Regions from separate parts of the Mus musculus genome. Here regions 2 and 3 are each linked to region 1. Evidence: chromatin contacts called from public promoter capture Hi-C data. All regions are on one chromosome and are shown on one strand. The core of a region is the stretch at or near the end of the contact, and the rest is flanking DNA. Distances in the headings are between cores, read along the strand shown. Region 1 holds the start of Phka1 (phosphorylase kinase alpha 1). Region 2 holds the start of Cited1 (Cbp/p300-interacting transactivator with Glu/Asp-rich carboxy-terminal domain 1). Region 3 holds the start of Rps4x (ribosomal protein S4, X-linked).

Evidence for each region. Promoter capture Hi-C pulls out the DNA fragments that hold promoters and counts their contacts.
Region 2: a promoter capture Hi-C map of pre-B cells shows a contact between it and region 1. The contact joins the promoter of Cited1 here to the promoter of Phka1 in region 1. A contact is called at or near these places in 7 of 39 promoter capture datasets (the C10 cell line, embryonic stem cells, liver and 2 more), 1 of 484 Hi-C or Micro-C datasets (embryonic stem cells), 3 of 115 datasets of contacts at active chromatin or transcription factors (embryonic stem cells and stem cell-derived neural progenitor cells) and 2 of 9 other capture datasets (embryonic stem cells and liver).
Region 3: a contact with region 1 is called in a promoter capture Hi-C map of pre-B cells, with 4 times the contacts expected there. The contact joins the promoter of Rps4x here to the promoter of Phka1 in region 1. A contact is called at or near these places in 10 of 39 promoter capture datasets (the 3T3-L1 cell line, the C10 cell line, cranial neural crest and 5 more) and 2 of 115 datasets of contacts at active chromatin or transcription factors (astrocytes and large pre-B cells).

What each region holds. Positions count from the first base shown.
Region 1 is chrX:102,642,162-102,645,570 of GRCm38.p6, reverse strand. Phka1 (phosphorylase kinase alpha 1) reads left to right here and starts at 1,325. Exons shown (of 33, transcript NM_008832.2): 1 at 1,325-1,724; 2 at 3,192-3,350. The coding sequence starts at 1,647.
Region 2 is chrX:102,250,168-102,253,517 of GRCm38.p6, reverse strand. It overlaps Cited1 (Cbp/p300-interacting transactivator with Glu/Asp-rich carboxy-terminal domain 1), which reads left to right and starts at 1,337. Exons shown (of 3, transcript NM_001276466.1): 1 at 1,337-1,484. Gm14858 (predicted gene 14858) reads right to left here and starts at 867. Exons shown (of 3, transcript NR_040285.1): 1 at 494-867; 2 at 1-38.
Region 3 is chrX:102,187,510-102,190,833 of GRCm38.p6, reverse strand. Rps4x (ribosomal protein S4, X-linked) reads left to right here and starts at 1,443. Exons shown (of 7, transcript NM_009094.2): 1 at 1,443-1,536; 2 at 2,463-2,540; 3 at 2,832-3,012. The coding sequence starts at 1,534.

The DNA of each region.
Region 1 (3,409 bases), core at 76-2,575:
GACGACAGACACTTGAAGGGGACCAGGGTAGAGAAAAAGGTTTCTGAGCCTATAGTCTGAGTGAGGGCAAGATATCAGGGAGTTAGGGGCATAGGCAGGAGGGTGTTCTCTCCAAACCGAACTCCCTTTCCCAGTGTACTAAGGACATGAAGTGCTGTACTGGCCAGCCATCGCATTTGCGTAGGTTGTGACTGCAATGGGAAACTATTTGCTGGAGAAGTCCGTGCCACTGTGTTGAACTGCATCATTGACTGGCTGTTCAACCTGAGCACTTGAGCACTCACCTTTCATCACCATTATCAGATATTCACTAGTCACCTTCCAAGGTGCCTGACTATACGCTATACTGCCTGAGGAAGAAGCTGCAGCAGAGACAAAGGTGGCAGTGGCGCAGAGGCAGCTTGTAAGAAGAGAAGAAACTTAGGAGAGGAAAAAAAAAATAGAACGAAAATGCAAAATCACTGTGGGCAGAGTGAGGTGGCCAAGGAAGGCTTAGATTTAGAACTTGAAAGGTCAAGAGACAGTCTTATTCTCTTACCCGGCAAATCAGAAAGCAGGTGGTACTCCTGCTGAGCCCAGAAGAAGTTTGGGAGGGCTATGAGTAAAGGTTAGGGGTTGGGACAGTAGAGCTCGGAAGCATAAGCCCTTTGGGGACCGCCTGCCAGAGGCAGATTCCTCAAGCTCCTCACTGTATCCTCGGCAGCCTTCTTCCCCAGCCCTCCTCAGTCACTTTAATTTCAGCTGAATGTTTGTTCTTTGGGCCTAGTCACCTATACTTTACGAGGAAGCTTTCCAAAGCAGATAACTCCCACTGTCAGCTGTCCCATCAAGAGCACCCTCAGCCACTGCTTGGCTCCCTATTCTGCTCTCAGCCTGCCTGACACTTGCTTCCTCAAAGCTCCCTAACCGCTGCGGATTCGCGCATCTTTAAGGAGGAGCTAAAGAACTCCTTAGGGAGCTGGGGGTTTTTGTTTGTGTGTTTATTTGGTTGGTTGGTTGGTTGGTTGGTTTCAGAGTGTGGCGCTTAATCCGACTTTTTGCTCCTGAAGATCCGGAAATGGAATCGTTCAGTCCCAGTCTCTCAGTTTTGAAGAGTTCCTGAGGGTTCCTAAAACTAGTCCTTCAGAAGTAAGAGCAACAGCCTGTGCGCACAACCGTGCAAAATTAAAATAGTCACTTGTAGTGTTTCGAAAATAACTCCCCCGGGGGGGCGGGGAGAGCACAGCGCCTCGGGCGACACATTCTGGGCGGAGGGTGGCGGGCTACTGGCCCGTGGGCGTAGCGCGCAGCTGCAGGACCCACGCCCCGCCCCCGCACGCTCGCCAAGGGAGGCGGCACCCGGGGCGCTGACCCGCTGCTGTCGCCGGCCTTCAGTCTCAGGGCCGCCCCGGTCTCCTTCAGTCAAGCGGAGGATGCCGGTGCGCCACCCGGGGACCACGGGAGACTGAGTGGAGACGGGGTCTTTGCCGGCCGAAGCCTAGACCGCGGGAGGCTGAGCCGCGGCCTGAAGTGGACTCTGAGGCCGCCGGAACCAGGTGACGCGCGGGAACCATTGGCCACACGAGCAAGGGAGCGTTTAGAAGGTTTCCGTAGGCCTGGCGTCCGAGCTTCCCGTGTGTGCAGTGGGGGATTAGGGACGTGGCACCATGAGGAGCCGCAGTAACTCGGGAGTCCGCCTGGACGGCTATGCTCGGCTGGTGCATCAGACCATCCTGTGCCATCAGGTAAGTGTAGGTAAGGGTGAAGTGTGAGCTCCGGACACTGACTCTGGGTGAACCCTGAACGCATTTGTCTCTGGAGAGACCTTAAAGGATCCCGAAGGAAAGTTGCATGTTGAACTTGGAGTAAAATCAAAGTGTGGCATGGAGAATCACAATCCCCCACCCTCGACCCCTCTGCAGTGATTCCAGAGTGATGGTTTCTGAGCTCAGACAGAATGCCACCCCTTCCCCCAACTCCCCACCCTCCCAACTATGGCAGGATTCCAGGGACAGAGTTTCAAGAAATAACACTTTTTTATTGCCCTCACCCCAGGTTTGGGCCATCTACTTCCACTCCACTTCCCCAAAGATGTATGAGAACATAGAGCATCCTAAGAGACCTTAGACTACTGTGAAGGTCAAGGCACTTTGTACATACTTTTAAACAGTTTTGCACAGTGGCTCAGGCTGGCCTTGAACTTGGGATTTTCCTGCCATAGCCTTCACAGTTTGGACAACAGACCACAAGCCAGTGGGTTTTTTTGTTTGTTTCCTAAGCCGTTGTTGTTTTATTTCTTCCTTTGTTGAGAGGATTTTACCTTGTAGCCCATGCTGACCTCAAACTCCCCATCCTCGAGCTTCATCTCCCCATTGCTGGGGTAACAGGTATGCGCCACTGCACCTGGTTTATATGTGCTCTTTGGAGTTGTTGGTTTTTGAAACCAAGTCTGTCTTTGTAGCCCACGATGGCCTGAAACTCACTATGTAGCTGGCCTCGAAGGAGCGTCAGTCTGGAGAATTATAGGCTATAAGGCACTGCACCTGGCTGTATATATTTCTAGATTTCTTTCCTACTCCTTTACTTCAGACTTTTCGTTGCTAGTTGAATTTAACTTTTATATTTATTTTTCTTTTAAAATGCACTTAGTGGCATCCTTAGTACTACATTTGATAATACCCCTAATAATGCCTTTATTTTAATAATACCTGTGTTTTGGACTTGTAAGCTTTCAGCCAGCTCTTTCCTTATTCTTAAGATAGTGCATGGAAATAGAAGAAACTTTCTCATCTCATATAAATATGTTCTGCAATGCTGATTAGCAGCAGTAGCAGCACACTGACTAGTCCATACTACTTTATTATATATATATATATAGTTGAAACTTGCTGAGAGAGGAGATCCCTCCTATCAAAAAGTGAGGTAATAGATGTATTAACTTGATTGTCATTTCACAGTACATTCATGTATGTATCAAATCGTCATGTTGTATACAGTAAATATGTACAGCTTTTATTGTCAGTTATAACTCAGTAAAGCTGGGGGATAGTATCTACCTGCAACTGGTTAAAAGAGAAGAAAGGTCGAAAATTTGAGAATGGGGAAGTAGGAGAAAGACTAAAGTTTCTAAGTAAAATATTCCCTAGATTTTGTTCCCTTTAACATTCTGAGGTTAGTTGCCTGTCCTCTCTCTCTCTTAATTGATCTTGCAGAATCCAGTGACAGGCTTGCTTCCAGCCAGCTATGATCAAAAAGATGCCTGGGTCCGAGATAATGTGTACAGTATCCTGGCTGTGTGGGGTTTGGGCCTGGCATATCGCAAAAATGCTGACCGTGATGAGGACAAGGCAAAGGCCTATGAACTGGAGCAGGTAATCAAAACAAAACTATACAGAGATGTGGGGCTCTGTGTGGGTGTAATGGGGGAGCA
Region 2 (3,350 bases), core at 88-2,587, 390 kb after region 1:
ACTCTGTTAGAAGAGCAAATTAAGGACACTTTGCGATCCTAAAAAAAAAAAAAAATCAGAAAGAAAAAAGATCTTCAGGTCATCAAAGCCAACTAAAAAGACACAAGACACAGACAGTGAAATGACTCTGTAACAGTCCTCCCCCCACTCACACCCCCTTTTCCTTAACATCGTACTTTTTCAAACGACAATGTTTTCCAAACAGTATAAACTGAATTGTTGAATGGAAGGAGTGTGTGTGTGGACGGTGGGGGGGGGGGTGTAGGGTGGGAATGGGGGAGGCTTGATTAGAGGACAGTAATCCTGGTGGCCTTCCTGCAAGGGGTGAATGAGGTGAGAGTTTCTACCCACAGGGAACATGCCTTGAAATGAGAAGCCCCAGATATCTTTCAGTGAGGATTGTAAGACACCTTACCAACACAAGAGACGTGCTCTACGTGCAAGATGTTATTCTTGCTAGATGTGAATAATTATATAATCATAATAAAATAACCTGGCATCGTGGCAAGAGGAATCTCTGCGAACTCAGTGGCAATCTTTTCGAACCCGCTGCCTGTTCTTGGCTTTTCCGTGAGCCATGTGAGTTGCATGCATGCACCTAGCCCCACGGTCCGGTAGAACAGCATTTCCCAGCGTCGTCGCATCCTGCCAGCCTCCTTCTGCCCTGGATGACCACAGGACAGAAAGCCTTGAAACCAACCTTGGGCCTTGAGGGAAGCCACCGCTGCCATATGATCTCTCTAAGTGCCCCTGCACAAAATGTAGGGAGTTTAGGGGGTAAGGGACACGCCAACCTCGGCCATTCCACGATGAGAAGACATAGCTCAAAAAGAGCAAACCGGCTCGGAGGAAGCCCTGCAGAAAACTAAGACCCGTGCCTTGCCTACACCGTCCCGTGTGCAAGTCCCTCTTCTGGACCTTTCCCTAAGCCAACAGCTCTTCTCTCTATCCATTGAAGCCCGTCCTGGCGACCCACTTGATTTAGGTCAGAAAACAGACACTAACAGCTCTCCCTCGCCTCGGTAAAATTACTAAGTGGAATTTATTGGGCAAGTCCATGCAGGGTGGTGGGGAGAGCCCACGTCCCAGGTTCGGGCTGTCACTAGTTTTAGAAAAACAAGTATAGGCCAGAGCACTGGGCGAGAAGTGACCATAATCAGAGACCATCAGCCCCACCCCAGTAGCTGCGTCGTGCCCCCAGGGCTGAGGGACAGGAGGGGACGCACGCACTCTGTTCCCTAGCCCGCCCTTTGCTTTCACAAGATCCACGGTGACTGCACCAGCTCGAGCGCCTTTAAAGGGCCACACACGCCAGCCCGCCGCTATAAAATGTTCCCGGCGGCACAGCTGCAGAAGTGCGCTGCCGAGCTGCGGTGAGGAAGCTAGCTCCGCCCGGCTGCTCCTCCCACAACCTATCGGCGCGGGGCTGCTCCTGGCAGAGAGGACCAGACGCGAGGAAGGCACAGCACCCACTCGGGCCCTCCGTAAGTATCCAGTTCAGATTTTGCCACCAACTCGCCCACGAGCCAGGACATGTGCTAATAATGCTCTAAGCTGGTTATAAAGACGTGAAAATTGGGGGGAGAGGGAAAAAAGGGGGGAAAGGGGTCTGTCCTTCCTGGGATTCCTAGCCGAGGCCAGCCTGCTGCTGTGTGCTTGTGCGCCAGGGCTCTACGGGAGGCAGTGGGGGCTTAAGAGCCCGGTCCCCGCGCCGAGAACCAAGCGTGGTGGCTGTGATCGCCACCGCCCCGGAGTCCGGGCGCCGGAGCTGCGGGCCGGCAAGAGCGCGGGTCGGGGCAGCTCGGCGCTGCCCGGTGCGGTGCGGCGGCGCGGCGCGGCGCGGCGGTGCAGGCTTTTCCCAGGCGCCCTGGGGTCGCGTGGCCGCCCGTGCGGCTGGGGACTCTGAAGCGAGTGGCTAGCGGCGGCGGCGGCAGTGTGCGTGCCAAGGGGGCTCGGGGCTAGGTCGCTTCGTCCGTACCTCAGCTCCTGTGAGCTTTCCTCTCCCGGGCAAGCAGCTTCGCGGAGGTAAGCCGGGCCGCCCGGCAGGACGCTGGGCTGGGCAGCAGGGGCCGAGGGCACCGGAGGCGGCCAAGCTGGCCGCGGGGCTGGGGGACTTGTTTGCTGCCGGAGCTGCCGGGCAGAGGGGCGGCAGCCCGGGCCGGCCCGCGGGACGCGGAGCCCACTTGTCCGGAGAAACCCGCAGCACATCCACTCCGGCGCCCGCGCTTTCTCCGGCTCTGCTTCCCCGACTTTGCCAATACCCAGGACTGCATCAGGCCGCTCGGGGGCCGCACAAAGCTCTTGTTTCCTGGGGGGCTGGAAGCGAGAAGGGCTTCTGGCTGAACTCAGCCAAGCTGCGTGCTGCAAGTTGGAACATTCTGGCAACTTGCTTTCCCCACGCAGCACGACCCCCGTGCACACGCCCCTCTCGGGGGAAGCGGCCGCGCGGCGCCCAGCCTCTGCCTCACGGGGAGCCTGATCAGGGGCGGGACAGCTAGTCTGAACCATGCCACTTTTAACGTTGTGACCTTGGGTTAAGTTATCGCACCCACCTCGGCACCTCGAATCTTTGCTAGCCAGCTGCGAGCAGCGGCAGCAGCGGACGCTCCGAGGGCGCTCGGAAGTGTCTGTGAGGCGCGCGAGCCACTGCCGCTGGCGCCAAAGTGCGCCCCCGCGCGCGGAGACGCTGCGGGTCCCCAAAGTCGCGCTGACGCGGAGACCCCGTGCTTCGTCGCCTGTCTGCTTCTGAGCACCTGAGGTAAAGGACGCTTGGAGCCCTCCGGCACTGGTGCTCGCGCCTGGCGTGCCGGGCTCCGTTCGGCCAAGCCCGCCTCGGTGGCTCTCTCCGGGCGCGTCGAGGAGGCCCCGGCGAGCTGTCCGTAAACAAGGGGCCTTTAGTTTTAAGGTGGCGAGTCTAGCTGGGCTGCTTGGAGAGCGTGCAAGCCAAGCCGCAGTGCTGTTTGGACATTTAGATTTCTCAGTAGCAATGGAGGTGGAGTATACCGGTTGGTGCCATTTTAACTTTTGCTCTCGGGACAGGTTCGAGATGACCCCCCCCCACCTGCCGCGCTCTTCCCACCCCACCCCCCTTCTCTTTCCTCTTCTCACCCTCCAACAGCGTTGGCGAAGGCTTTCTCGGAGGGTAGCCAGGCGAGGCCGGGCGGCGGGAGGGAGGCAGGAGACGCGAGCCGCGGAGTCCGCACTTGTTGCGCCGCTTTTTTTTTTTTTTTTTTCCCCGCGGAGCCTCGCCGCTGCTCCGCGGTCACCACTTCGTGGCTCGGAGCAGACCCAGACATCCGTCAACCAAGTTTTTTCCCTCAAATGAACGGAAGGGTGGGGTAGGAGACAGA
Region 3 (3,324 bases), core at 194-2,693, 450 kb after region 1:
TCTTTTCCCTTCCCTCTTCCCACTCTCCTGTCTCTTCCCCCTCCCCCTCTGTTTCCCCTGCCCTCTGTTTTCCCCTCCCCCTCTCTCTCCTCCCCTCTTTCTTCCCTCTCCCCTCTCTTCCCCCTCCCCCCATCTCTTCCTTCCCATTGTGACTCCCCTAGCCTCAGTCCTTGGGGCCAGTGAACTTGCCCGAGAGCACCTTTCCAATAAACCTGCATTTAATATAATCTAATTCTGCTTGATTTGTCTCATTTCACCTACAGTGGCGAAGTAACGTATCACCCAGCACTTGGGAAGATGAGGCAGATGACCTCTCTCAAGCTGCAGGTCAGCCTAGCCTGTCTAGAAGAGCCTGTCTCAAAAGTTAAAAATAAAGATATAGTCTGCTTGCTTGTACTATATAGACTGTGGGGGTGCATGCCTGTAACTCAACTCTCAGCAGAAAAATGATGAGTCTGAGACTACCCTGGCTTACATAATGAGGCTCTGTCTCAAGATGTATATTTCAGTTTGAGGCCAGCCTGGTATACAGAGTGAGTTCCAGGACAGCCAACGCTGCACAGAGAAATCCTGTCTCGAACCCCCCCCCCAAAATGTATATTTCATTTGCATATATATATATATATATATGAAAAAGTGACTCATTCCCTAGCAGCCACTAATGATAACAAATAAATGATAACAACTGCACACACACATATGAGAGAGAGGGGAGGGACAGGAGAAAGAGGAAAGGTGAGGCTGAAAAATACCCCTTTCATAATAGTTTGAAGGGACTGGATCTTTGGGTTTATGATGGGCAGACTTCATCGACCTGTGGGAGGCCACAGATAACTAAGAGAGCAGAAAATGGTGAATGAAGGGCAGCCAGTGCCACCACTCTAACACAGCAGCTTCAAAAGTAGAACAGCTAGGTCTACATACTGGCTAGGCAAAACCAGATACTCTCTAATGTTCCCTCTCTTCCACTTACAGTACAATAAATGTCAAATGTGTTCTACAGGAGTGGATGCGCAGGATGCCAGGTTCAAGCAGAGAGCCTACCATCTCACCCTGGATGGCTCAGTGCCTCAGCAATCTTTACAAAAGCAAAGAGAAACATGCCGTTGGCCAAACCTTTCGCTTAGCATGGGGCTGGCTGATTGGACTGGTAACTCTGGAAGATTAGAGAAACTTTGTATAAGAAAAGTATCGAGTATTAAAATGTATCTTTTTATCACTCAGCCATCTAACAGAACTCTCCTTGCGGGCAGTTATCTGGTGCGATTGGTCTGGGTATCCCCAGCACTCATCACTCGGCACAAAGAAGAGAAAGGACTGAGGAAAAACAGTTTTTGGGAGATTCTCTCAGCCTCAGTTTCCCAGCCTGGGACCTCTGACCTCCCACCAGCAGATGGCAAGAGAGAGTCCCCGCCCGCTGGGAAAGTCTGAGGCTGGGCGGAGCAACCCAGGCTCCAGCGCGCGCGCAGCCTCCGACCCTAATTTCTTCGTTCGCCGGAAGAAGGCGAGTCTCTTTCCGTTCCTAGCGCAGCCATGGTAAGGCAGGGGTACAGCGAGCTCTTGGGTTGCATCGGCTTCCATCCTCCCTGACCGATGCTGCCCGGGTTATCAGGGCTCCCGCGGTCGACTACAGGGTGGAGGCGAAAGCAGCTCTGCTGCAGGCTGGCAGAGATGGGCTTGGCGGCAAGGGAGAATACTGGTCTGAGCTAGGATGGGAAGTCTGCCGCAGAGGGCAAGCAAGGCCTTGGGCTTAATCACACATCCCCTTGCCCAGGGAGAAATGCTTTTCCACTTGGGGAAGAACTTCGAGGGCCCGGGAGTGCAGATTGAAGCTTTGGGCATGTGGGCGCAGGGTCTGCTTGAAGGATTAGCTCTTACTTGTGCATTTGTCTATCTTTTGGCACGGACTTACTTTATATGTTGTGTAGCTGGTAAGTGTACGAAGCATTACAAAAAGCTTCCTTCCGCTTTCGAATGTGAAACTTCGACTCTTTAGTATACAAAGGAGCAGTACACGTGGTAGTGCCAGTGCCGGAGTTAGAGTTTATCTTTGTACCAGAAACCTTCGATCCAGATGGCTGTGTTCTAATACTATACTTTTCGATTGACAATTGAGATACGGTCCTGGGCCATTTTCTGTCCCTATCTGCCTGTGCGTCTAGGGTTGAATCACTGGGTAATTCGCAAGTGTGCTATGAAAGGCTAATTTTTGTGAGCAGGCATAATGGAGACATCTGGCATAACTGTAAAAAATGGGAATCGCTAAGGTGCGAATACTGGGTTTGGCCTATTGATGCTTATCTGTCTTTTCTACGTTTTACTGGGACCCGGCGCTTTCAATATTGCCCACATTTTGTTAATTGGGAAAGTTCGAAAGTCAGTTCATTGAAGGATTTACGCCGTAGGCTTTGCTGGAAAGACCTGAAACAATGTAACAACGTTACTTTGAAAACTTCTTCCAGGCTCGTGGTCCCAAGAAACACCTGAAGCGTGTAGCTGCTCCAAAACATTGGATGCTGGATAAGTTGACTGGCGTGTTTGTAAGTATTGTGGTGTGAAAGGTAGACATACCTTTAACAAGCATATTTGTGGAGTTGAATGTAGAGAATCTTTGGCTGTCTTAAAGACCTGTGTCCTACCTCAATTTTGATACATCTGTTTCATCTACTCCATGTATTCCATAGTACACTGATGGTGGATACATAGACTCAGGTCTCAAAGTAGCAGGCCTCATTCTTTGGAGGAGAAAATGTTGAGGAATCTTCTAGCGACCCCCCCCCCATGTAAAATAACCCAAGTTTTGGTGTAGTAATTTTCCTAAAACTTTCCAGGCTCCTCGTCCATCCACTGGTCCTCACAAGCTGAGGGAATGCCTGCCTCTCATCATTTTCCTAAGGAACAGACTTAAGTATGCCCTGACTGGAGATGAAGTAAAAAAGATTTGCATGCAGCGATTCATTAAGATTGATGGGAAAGTCAGGACCGATATAACCTACCCTGCTGGGTTTATGGGTGAGTAATCAGGATCGGTAGTGGCCACAGGCCCTTAACTCCCAATAGTGGCAGGTGACTGGGAAAGTGCCAGGCTTTCCTGGTCTTCGTCTTCACCCCTACCCTGGCACGGTAATATGGAGAGGTTTGGCTACTGGGCTTTTATTCCTTTTTAAATTTTGAATTTCTTGCTACTCTCCCATACAGACCTACTGGATCAGAATCTCTGTTGGGCTGTTACTTAAATATTGTGGGGATAGCTTCTGAAACCCAAATTCCCATTTAAAGTTTATGTGGAGTCTTGATAAAATGGGCTCACACACACACATCCCC